Linked DNA regions of Zea mays: region 2 is linked to region 1. Evidence: chromatin contacts called from public Hi-C data. All regions are on one chromosome and are shown on one strand. The core of a region is the stretch at or near the end of the contact, and the rest is flanking DNA. Distances in the headings are between cores, read along the strand shown.

What was found. A called contact is a pair of places that touch in the nucleus more often than the background predicts.
Region 2: a Hi-C map of ear shows a contact between it and region 1, with 1.8 times the contacts expected there. The contact joins the promoter of LOC100273022 here to the promoter of LOC100285665 in region 1. A contact is called at or near these places in 2 of 25 Hi-C or Micro-C datasets (ear and tassel).

The regions. Positions count from the first base shown.
Region 1 is chr2:238,879,952-238,885,861 of Zm-B73-REFERENCE-NAM-5.0, reverse strand. It overlaps LOC100285665 (nitrate and chloride transporter), which reads right to left and starts at 2,377. Exons shown (of 1, transcript NM_001158556.2): 1 at 275-2,377. The coding sequence starts at 2,266. The coding sequence ends at 437.
Region 2 is chr2:239,105,092-239,111,001 of Zm-B73-REFERENCE-NAM-5.0, reverse strand. LOC100273022 reads left to right here and starts at 2,921. Exons shown (of 1, transcript NM_001367776.1): 1 at 2,921-5,786. The coding sequence starts at 2,928. The coding sequence ends at 5,564.

The sequences.
Region 1 (5,910 bases), core at 1,128-3,627:
TACCGTGCCGTATTCGTGACGTGCTAAAAAATCGTGATTCGTGCCGTGCTAACGGGCCACCACGTGCTTTCTAGATATCTATAGCTAGGCGTCTCCACTCGCGCAGACTCCGACGATACGGGTGCTCGGTAGGACACGGGCCCGTGACTTTTATTTACCATCGACAAACGACAGACATCACTTGCCTGCGCCACAGCTTCCCCTCGGTAGGAGTTGCACGGCGCCATCCCTTGCCAGTTGCCCAGCAGGCACCATGGATTGGACTGGACGGCAGTGGAAACGGACAAGAAGGCTTTTTTTAGGCTATTTAAATTTGAAAGGTAACAAGGGTCGGTCATCACGGGTGAATGCAACAAAAAAGTACTATATTCACATGTACATGTACACCCCACCCGTCGTCGTCCCTGACCATGCCTTCCCGCTCCCGCTCACCACCTCACGCCTTCCTGCCGTTGGCCGCCGCCTTCTCCCTCTCCTCCTCCTCCCGTTTCTGGTCGACCGGCAGGCGCCCGTCCCGCCCCGGGCCCTCGTCTCCGTCCCGGAACCTCGCGTATATGTCGCCCCTGTAGAACGTCCACGTCCGCCACACCAGCACCAGCGACACCAGCGCGCCGACCACCGTGGCCGCCGTGACGATCAGGAACGACCGCCGGTAGCACTCCACCCCGAGGCAGATCCTGCCGCGGCCGCGCTGCTGCGCGGCCGCCGCGTCGTAGAGCCGCCCCGCCACGCGCACGTTCAGGATGTAGGAGCCCACGGGGCTGGCCATGCCGCCCAAGTTGTAGAGCGTGGAGTAGTACTTGAGCCCGAACACCTCCGAGATGATGGCGAACACCAGCGGCCACTGCGCGCCGAAGCAGAACCCGACGACCACCGACGCCGCGTACAGGGACCGCGGCGCGCCCAGCGCGATCAGCACGTGCCCCGCGCACGCCAGCGCCAGCACGCACGTCAGCAGCAGCGGCCGCGGCACGCGGTACCGGGCCAGCGCCGCCTCCGAGGCGTAGCCCGCCGTCACGCGCCCCGCGTAGTTCCAGATGCTGATCAGGGACACGAACGTGTTGACGCTCCTGGCGGGGTAGCCCAGCGACTCGCCGATCTGCCCCATGTTGTCGATCGCCGTCAGCGTCCCGCCCACGCCGCAGATTGTCGCCACGAACAGCACCAGCATGTCCACGCTCACCAGCGCCTGCAGGATCGTGTAGTCCTCCCCACGAGCCGGCGGACGGAACATGGTCCTCACGCACCCACAGAACGACGACGTCGTCGGCGGCGGCGCCGGCGCCGGCTGCTGCTCTGTTTTCTTGCTGGCGTCCGTTGCCGACGCGGAGATGATGGTCGGCGGCGGCGGGTCGGCCGCGTCGAGCTGGCGCTCCCGGTAGATCTTGTACTCCTGCTTGACGACGACGCCGAGGGGCATGAGGAGGAGGATGAGCAGCGGCGTGGCGGCCACGCCGTACGCGGCGCGGGAGAAGGGCACCTGCTTCTGCACCACGATCATGACGAGGAGGAAGCACGCCAGCGCGATGGAGAGGTAGAGGAAGCAGAAGAAGGGGTCGGAGTCGGAGCTCGTCTCCTGCCTGCCGCCGCCACGGCGGCGCGGGTACGGCATGTACCGGATGGTGTGGACGAACACGACGGACACCGCCGCGGGGAGCCAGGCGACGAGGAGGATCAGCGACTCGGCGTCGTCGCCGCCGTACAGGGCCAGGTACAGCTGCGTGTACACGGCGCCGCTGAGGCCGACGAAGCCCTTGAGGATGCCGAGCACCACCCCGCGGCTGTCGGGGAAGTTCTTGACGCAGGTCACCAGCGCGCCGGTGTTGGCGAACGACTGCGAGTTGGCGCCCACGAAGAAGTAGAGGCACACGAGCCACAGCGGCGGCGGCGCGGTGCGCCCGGACACGGCCAGGTACACCATGAGGTACCCGGACAGGTTCATGGCGGCGCCCATGGCCAGCACCACCCACGGCGGGGTCACCTCGTTGATGAGCCCCGAGAAGACGCCCAGGTTGGCGCCGAGGTCCTTGAAGAAGGACACGGTGTTGAGCGTGCGCTGGTCGTACCCGAGCGACGACTTGAGCGTGCCGGAGTAGCTCCCGAAGATGTACGTCGCGCCGGACGACGCCATGATGAGCAGGCTCGCGAACACCGTCAACCACCGCCCCGCGAGCACCTGCCGCGCGAACCCGCGCGTCAGGATCACGCGGAGAGGGTTCCCCGACGCCGCCGCCGCCGACCTGCTGCCGCTCGCGTCGAACACCATGGTGGCGAGGCGACCGGCAGCTAGCTAGCGTGCACGCGCGCGCGCGCGCGGGAGGAGGCAGGATGTACGGCGCGAGTGATGGGCGTTGTTTGGTGTCTGTTACTCTGTTAGGTGTGTGTCGATTATGAGCTTGTTTTCTGCACATGCTCTTGTATTTAATGAGCTGGTTGAGAGTGTGGATCGAGTGACGAAACTTGAGAGTGGGGGCGTGCTGCTGTGTTACTGTGTCTCTTTCACACAGTAGATTCGGACGGAGGCAAATGAGTGATCCATATAATCATCACTTTAAGCAAAGGCATTGGAAAATACGTCGAATAATGCAAAAGAGTACAAAACACAAGATGGAAAAAAAAAAGACTGACCGAAGGAGAGCGGAAACATGAAGAAAAAACAGACTTGTTAGCAGCATCAGACCGTGTGAGGCACCAAATAAAACACCGAATATGAGGAGTAATGTAGCGAGAAAGGGCTACCCTTCAGCAGCAGATTACACCAAATGTGTAGGTGTGCATTAGACACCACATCTGATTGGGCACCAGATACAACATTTAGAAGAAAAAAAATGTAGCGTGTCTGAGGACATACACAAAACAACGGATGTGCCCAGTGTACAGCGACCAAAGAGGGCTATAACACATTGGACAGGGGTGGTAGAGAGCGACCAAAGAGGGCTATAACGCATTGGACGTGTTCTATCACCGTAGAAGCGTGCACATGTTTTGGTCAAAATAAGAACTCCGACGAACAAGATGCATCAGTTGGTGCAAGTCACTTTGTTTGTGTTCCTGTACGAAATAAGCTCGGCCCAGGCGAGATCGTGTTCGCGACCCATTTTGACAGCTTGGCTAATAGGCCAACTGCCCAACTGCCAAACCGAGAATGTGTTTGGCAGATGGCCGTAGTCGGCCTGGCCCATAGACAGAAAATAGAGATGGACATAGATGAATAAAAAATAACGAGCAAAAGTTTGCAAGAGCATTACAACAACATATGTCAATTGAAGCATACAAGCATCAGCTGAGTTAGCCTCGGACAAATTTAACTTCATCAATTCATGTCATTGCTGGCTACAAGGTACAATCAAAGAAGCCACGAAAGAAGAACGCAACATAGTCAGACATCACACAGATGTGCATCCCAGCTTAGATAGCAAAAGCACATGCATCCAACAAATGCATCCACCAATTGTGTCATCATCGACGAAATGAAAAGAGCAAGATTGACAGTAGAGATGGGCATAGATAAATACAGAATGAGCAAGAGTTTGCAAGATCATTACAACAACATATGTCAATTGAACCATACAAGCATCAGCTGATTAAAGCACTCAACCTCAATGAAATAGTAATGATTTTTCTCAGATATAATTGACATTTCATGTGATCTTTTAGCTTGGAGCATAAGGAACATAGCTGGGCAGCCAAACTAGACAAATTGAAGCTCATCAAGGCCATGAAACCATGATATTCATCCAACCCAACCATTAAGTCATCTTTGGTGGATAACAGTTGCATTGGGCATGGATGTGCCCCATGGTTCCATGGCAATAATGACAACATGGTGGAAACAACATAATTTTCACCATATACCCAGTACCTCACAATTTAAAGATCATCCACATTAACGTTTCACAAAGTAGCAATTATGTCATCATAGGCATAAAGGAAAGCACAAGTGCTTGTGTACTGTCTGAATGGACCTCCTAAAGGCCTGGTGCACAACTCTAAACCTTTGGTTGTGACCAACAACATGCAGGAACATGACAACTTGCTCCTCTATTGACACCCCCTCCCTATCAGTTATCAGTCCCCTCTCTCTAAAGGTCGTGCATAAAGCAAAAAAGGGGGATATCCTCATCCTAAGCATGGAAATGCACTCTACATCAGTGGAGTTGTAAATCATGTTGAGGGTCCTCTGTCTGTGAAGTTTACTTTCTTCCCTAAGTACATACACTAGAGGGTGTCAGGCTTTACTTCAGGATCAAACCTTTTTCTTTTAAGCCTAGTGGTAACAAATGAAACCATCACTACTGTCAAGGCAGCTGATACAGAAATTAATATAATCATACCCTGCTTGGACTCAACATGCTTGCACAATGAATCAGTAAGGAAAAAGAACACGACTGCATCATCTAGATGATACCTCCAGACGAACGTAAAGGACAACATCATCGGCCATTTTAATATAAATCCAAAGCAAACCACATGAAAATCAAAATCGTAGCAGGTATAACATGAACAACAAATTGTACCAACCCTAACTCATGAAGCAAGCACCATAAAATAGAACGATTGGGGCTGATTTCACCTTGGGGTCAAGGTCATAGCAACGGAGACGGAGCAAATCTAGAAGTAGAGGAGGAAGATCGACCAGAGATGAAGAAGATGCTCAACACCCCGGAGTCCCGACACCAGTCATAGGTGGACGCAGCCGCGATGCACAGCCTATCGCCTCCGGTCTCTCACGAGGGGGGTGGAAGAACAACGAGCAGCGAGAGGAGGGAAAAATAGGGAGCACCATCGCCATATATAGCCGTAAGAGGATTCACCAGAGCTCGCCTTCCCGCGCGCAAAAGTTTCACCTTCCCGCGCGAGCCCGCGCGAGCCACCCCGCCGACCGTGAGAGCCGACGTGCGTGCATGCGCCGCACGCAGCCGCGCTCTCAGGAAACGAACCCTAGCAGTGTATCCTGGGAGCCAGACACAATGGTCCTTTTTGGCTGCTGGGAGCCTGGCAGCAACGTGGGCCACCCTTGCAAACAAGGCCACTTGCAGCCCAGGAGCGCAATTGGGTTGTTGGGCCGGGGTCGCAAACACACCCATAGGTAGTGTTGGGTCTTGCGACGGCACGCGCGAGAGCTTGGCCGGTGGGTGGTGGGAAGGGAGTGACAGTGACCTGCGAGTAGCGCAGACATGGATCAACATCGGGAATCGGTGGCTATGGTCTGTGGACAGAGAGACCGCCACGTGGTTAGCTAGGCCGGATGACAAGCAGTCGGCTTACTGTACGTACTAGTAGTATTTTCTTTATTTAATGGGGGGCAGGTCATGCTGTTGATTGTCCTCTTGTTAACCCGTTCGGCGTCGAGGTAGGTGCGCGGTTCACGACGTCTTTCAAATGCTGTCGTGGTTTAGGTCCCATGCCTCCTGCGTTTGCTAGCTAGGGTAACCTATTCGACCATATCGTCCAAATGCTGAAGGAGAAAAACCCTACACAGATGAGAGGTGATATTTCCATGCAAGAGGAGGAATTAAAGAACCATCGTGGTTCTCATTGGCGGATCGGATCCATAAGGGGGGAAGGCAAAGTAGGCCATGCATCTCCCCCTTAATTATCTATAACCTTTTTATATCTAATGTGCACCTAGTATAAAAAAAATAAGTTTTACATGGTTTAAAATTAATAGTCCCGTTTTCGACATTTTCGTCGAATTTGTCTAGTTCTTCTGACCCCGTCCTCCTCGACCCATTCATCACATCTATCCATCAGTCCCCATTCGTTCTGATGCTGCTCAAGCCAGTTCTTTCGGATGCCTCTCCCTAGCGCCCCTTGTCCCGCTCATTGTCGTCGCCGTGACGCTGGTAGGCCCGTCTACTGTGTAGCATAAACGAGCAATAGCACATGGCCTCCAAATTTTTTTAGTTT
Region 2 (5,910 bases), core at 1,672-4,171, 220 kb before region 1:
CGGGCCCTAAGTATTTTATATATTTTTTTATCATTACTTAGTGCACAAACAAATAACCTCCAACATGATGCATAGATTATTTATGTTTCATTAGCTAATTTATTCACTTTAAATATGATTATTCATCATATGTTCTAATGAAAAAAAGGAGAATACACATAAGGAGATTAACTCTTCTCTTTTATCATCCACAACTTGGGTATTACACACTTTTATAGTTTCTATATCACATATGTAGACGTTATGATAGACCTTATTTAATTAGTATAGTTGTAGAAACACATTTCAAACCTGTACACCACAATCATTAAAGGCAAGCACAAACAACAAGGTAGCTAGTATCTACCAACTAAATTTTATTTAAAAAAAAAACCGCAAGCCTAATGGCTACAAATAGTCCTTGACACACCCCACAAAATCAATTAGGTCAGGCCAGACCACACCCACTGTTTTCAAGAATAAAACTGCAGAACGTTAAAATAAGATGGCTTCAGTCATTCTTGGGCTGCTAGGCTCGGCACTTTCAAAGCAGCCTGCTCCATTTCTCCAAGCGACAACCTAACAACCTACAAATAATCCTATAGAAAACTGTGCTCATTCATATGTTGTCGTGTTCTGAAAAAGAAAAAGAAAAAGAAAAAAAACTGTTGAAGACTTGGGAAGAAACTACTCCGCCCAGTGGCGTAGACAGTGGGTGGTCCGGGTGGGCCATGGCATATCCTAAGCCGGCCCACCAGATCACCAGTCCACCAAGATCTATATAAAAAATATTAATATATATTATATTTGCATTCTAATATATACATTTATAGACTTAAATATTAAATCTATAGTGTTATATGCTATTTTTATCTTTATATTTTGAACTATATGCCAAATTATTATATATTATATTAAATTATTTATAAAAAATTCTAATGGCATACCTCACGAAAAAATTCTAGCTACGCCACTGACTCCGCCTACTGGCTACTTATTTTCTGACATATATTCTCATGAATGCTTCCAAAGAAGATAAGAACAAGTGGGTCAGAAAGGTGGCAATAAAAAGTACTACGCGCGGGGGGCCAAAATCTGGCTAGCTAGCACTCGTTCCAGAGAAACTTTGACCACGAGCACGGAGCATGCACCTTTGTTGGCCTTGGCATCTTTATATCAATAAAAAAGTGGAAAGGTTCTAGGTATAAAGGCCCAATAAACACAAGGTCCGCGAGTCCGGCACGAAGCCCGCTGTTTTGGCTTGGTTCGAGCCCGGCACAGCCTTATTCTATGCGGGTCCGGGCCGGCCTGGCACGAATAAGCGGGCTGGGCTCGGACAGAAAATTAGGCACGGTAGGCTAGCCCGGCAGGGGCCGTTTATCTCTAAGCCCGTTAAACCCGTTTTTTGCACTAAAACATGTTTACCGGTACACTTAACCCGCTTTTCGGCCCGCTTTTTTCCTGCTAAACGGGCCGGGCCCGCTGCGGGTCGAGCTCGGACAGGAAATCGAGACCGCGGACTTAGACGGCCCAGCCCCGGTTTTCTAATCGTGTCTGGCAGGTCGTGCCCAAAATGAGCCGGACTTCATCGGACAGGGCCGGACGGTCCGTTTGGCCATCTCTAGTTCTAGGACATGAATAAGAGGACTGGATTAGTTTCCATTCAGACCTCTGCTGATATGAAGTTATGTATGTTGGGGACTTTTTCTCAAATGCTTCGAATTAAGAACAAGGCAACATAAAATGTTAAATGTTAATGACCTTCGTCCATTGAAGCATTATCTCCCCAGGGACACAATGCACTTTGGACGAAGGTCATGAGCAATAATCAGAATTGTAAGATAATAAGAGATGTAATATAAAATATACAACATGAAGGAATAATATGTCAAAACACATAAACTTATTTATATATTTTATTATATAAATTCAAATATCAAAAATATAACATTTAATTACATTTATACTTTCGTCTTGGCAGAAGGCAATAATCCAGGTGACGCGTGCAAGTGATTACAAGATTACGTGAACAGTACAAGGGGAAAGAGGTTGATGGAATTACACCATCACATGTTAAGTGTTAACTACATATATACCTGTTTAAGTGTTAGCTACATATAACTACAATATCCATTCCCTGACATATATACATATAAGGCTAAATTCTTCCTACCCATACCGCACTATGCAACCACCTCACCAAGCTGGTTTCATACCCTACTTTTTTTATCTCTCGCAACGGTTCCTTCTAAATACACCCCATGTATCTCACTATAAACATAAAATATCATTTTCTTTTCCTACTTTCCACCCATTACTATTTTTTTTATCTATTCTGATAAATACTCACGTGTACGTAAAACGAGGAGTGGCTGCCGGTACCCTGTGCAGGTCTTCCGACAGTGGTCAGCTGGTCAAGTGGCGTCCACGTCTTATTATTAGACTGGAAGAAGGGACACGGTTTCGTCTCTCGTTGGGAGTGGGACCAAGCTCGCTCAAAAGCTCATCTCAACCAACATGGTGCCAGGAGATGTGACAAGCGGTCAACAATGGCTGCCCTGGTCTTGCTCCATTGTTTTTTCCCCACTTGATGAGGCGAGAAGGAATCTCGATCGATCGATCGCGTGTGTGAACGATTGACCTGGATCGTGACCAGCGCAGCACGCGTTCACATTGCTTATGATTGGTTTAGTGCGTCCGCACGTCCAATCCATACGAGCCCACCTATTTCTGGCTTATATGCCGATTTTTGAATAACTTATTTTACATCAACTCATGCGGCCAATATATACAATTAAACATATGCTAAGTTAAAGTTAAAGCACGCGATAATTTAGGATAGACTGATGCGGGTAACCACTAACCAATGACATGGATTATTACTAGTCCCTTCTTATATATCATCCCCTCGGACCCCTCCCCTTCTCATAACGGCAGGGCATGCATGCATGCGTGCACAGAGACACCCACATCTCTCGTTCACCATGCCTGCTTCACCCTACAGCTACACACTACTGGTCGGGCTTTTCCTCGTCTCCCTGCTGCTGCACAGCCCCAGGCCGTGCTCTTGTGCGAATTACCACACTCTCGCGGCGGGCCAGGCGCTCGCTGTCGGCGACACCCTCGTCTCCAGGAACGGCAAGTTCGCGCTCGGCTTCTTCCCGTCCGGCACCACCACCACACCCGCCGCCAGTAAGTCCTCCTCCTCCTCTGACAACAACAGCAACACCACCGCCGTCTCCAACTGGTACCTAGGCATCTGGTTCAACAAGATCCCAGTCTTCACTCCGGTCTGGATTGCTAACCGGGATGACCCGTTCACCGACCCAGACGCAGACCCCAATAATAAGCTCCTCCCCAAACGGACTCTGCAAATCTCTAGAGACGGGAACCTTGTAGTAGTCCAGGAGGACAACAACGCTCCTCAAAGAACTGAAACCCTAGTCGTTTGGTCCACCACCACCACCAGCAGCAACACCACCAGCACCAACACCAACAACACCAGCACCAACACCACCAACACCGTCGCCGAGCTCACCCACAATGGCAACCTGGTGGTGCGCGACGCCTCGGCCTCGGACGCGTCCAAGGTCCGGTGGCAGAGCTTCGACTACCCAACAGACGTGTACCTCCCGGGATCCAAGCTGGGCAGGAACAAGGTGACGGGGTTGAACCGCGTCTTCGTGTCGAGGAAGAACAGGGCGAACCCGGCCCGCGGCTCCTACTGCGTCGGGGTGGACTCACGGTTCTCCCAGGGGATCATACTCAGCCAGTGCTCCTCTTCCGTCGTGTACTGGGCGTCGGGCACATTCTCACTGTCGGACGTGGATCCCAGCGACAGCGGCTTCATCAGCTACAACCAGATCGACAACGCCCAGGAGCAGTACTACATCTACACCATACCCAACGACACCCTCTCCGTGTACACCGCCGTGGAGACCTCTGGCCAGATCAAGGGGCGCGTGTGGGTGGAGAGCAGCCACGCCTGGCGAGACTTCTACACCCAGCCCATGAATCCCTGCAGCGTCCACGCTGCCTGTGGACCTTTCACTGTCTGCACCACCACCGGCGGCGGCGACAACAACGCGAACATGTCCTGCGATTGCATGGAGGGATTCTCTATCAGGTCGCCCAGTGAATGGGACCTCGACGATCGAGCGGGAGGGTGCACGAGGAACAACCAACTCGATTGCGCCACGGACAGGTTCTTGCCCGTGCCTGGCGTTCAGTTGGCCTACGACCCCGTGCCCATGAAAGCAACTGACGCTGATGGATGTGGCCAGGCTTGTGCCACTGATTGCTCTTGCACTGCTTACTCATATGCTAGCACTACTGGTGGTGGTGGTGGTGGGTGCTCTATCTGGCGTGGAGAATTGCTTAACACCGCAACAGCAAGTACCACCGGCGACACTCTCTACCTTCGCCTCTCTGCCAAGGATCTGCAGACGCTGAGAGAGAACCAAAGATCAGGCCGCCCATCTAAGGCGACAGTTGTTACTGCTGCAAGCATTGCGGCCGGTGGTTTTGTGATAATTGCGCTCATCGTACTACTCGTTTGCAGCTGGAGGAGAACAAGCAACACCCAAGATTGCGATGGGACGATTATTAGATCATTCACGTATAGTCACCTACGCCACGCGACAAGAAACTTCTCTGACAGGCTAGGAGGCGGCGGATTTGGTTCTGTGTACAAGGGAACGATTCTAGGGAGGGACGACGATGGTTCCGCGGTCACTACTATAGCGGTGAAAAGACTACTAGATGGTGCTCGTCAGGGAGAGAAGCAATTCAGGGCTGAGGTGAGTTCGATAGGCCTGATCCAGCATATCAACCTGGTGAAACTGGTCGGTTTCTGCTGCGAGAGCGATAAAAGGTTGCTAGTGTACGAGCACATGGTCAATGGTTCTCTCGACGTCCATCTGTTCAATAGTAATGGCGGCGGTGGTGGTGGAAAGGATGGTGTCGTCGTCCTAGACTGGAGCACGAGGTACCAGATCGCCGTCGGGGTCGCGAGAGGGCTGGCGTACCTGCACGAGGGCTGCCGCGAGCGCATCATCCACTGCGACATCAAGCCGGAGAACATACTCCTCGACGCGTCGCTCGTCCCAAAGATCGCGGATTTCGGGATGGCGGCGATCGTGCCCAGGGATTTCAGCCGCGTCCTCACTACGTTCAGAGGAACCATAGGCTACCTTGCCCCGGAGTGGATCGGTGGAGAAGCCATCACCGAAAAAGTGGACGCCTACAGCTTCGGAATGGTGCTGCTGGAGATCGTGTCAGGGAGGAGGAACTCGCCTAAGGTATACACCACCAACAGCTGCCACGTTTCTTATTTCCCGTTGCAGGCCATCACGACGATGCTCCACGACGGAGATGTGAATAGCTTGGTAGATCCACAGCTGCACGGCGAGTTCAACTTGGAAGAGGCTTTAAGGCTATGCAAAGTTGCATTTTGGTGTATTCAGGATAACGAACTTGACCGGCCGACAATGGGTGAAGTGGTTCAGGCTCTCGAGGGCCTACATGATGTTGGTATGCCCCCTATGCCAAGACAACTTGCAACTATAGCAAGAAACGAGTTGTGATACAAATTATTAGAAGCATTTCTTTTCTTTTCTTTTTTTCCTTTGTTCCCTCCACGATTTATAGCGATGACAAGAAGCTATATATGCAATTAAACGTAGCATATATAAGGTGCAGGAGTTTTATACTTTATGTTTATCTCTTCATGTTTGTAGCAATGGTACGCAATGCAATAATTGTACCAACGCATCATGCTATACGAATATTTTTTTTGGTGAATGGTGACTTAGAGCATCTCCAAAAGCTCCCCAGAAGTCTCCCCTAAATCTATTTTTTAGGAAAAACACAAAAACATGTCTCCAACAGTTCCCCTAAAGCGCCCCCAACTTTTTCATAGCCCTTAAAACT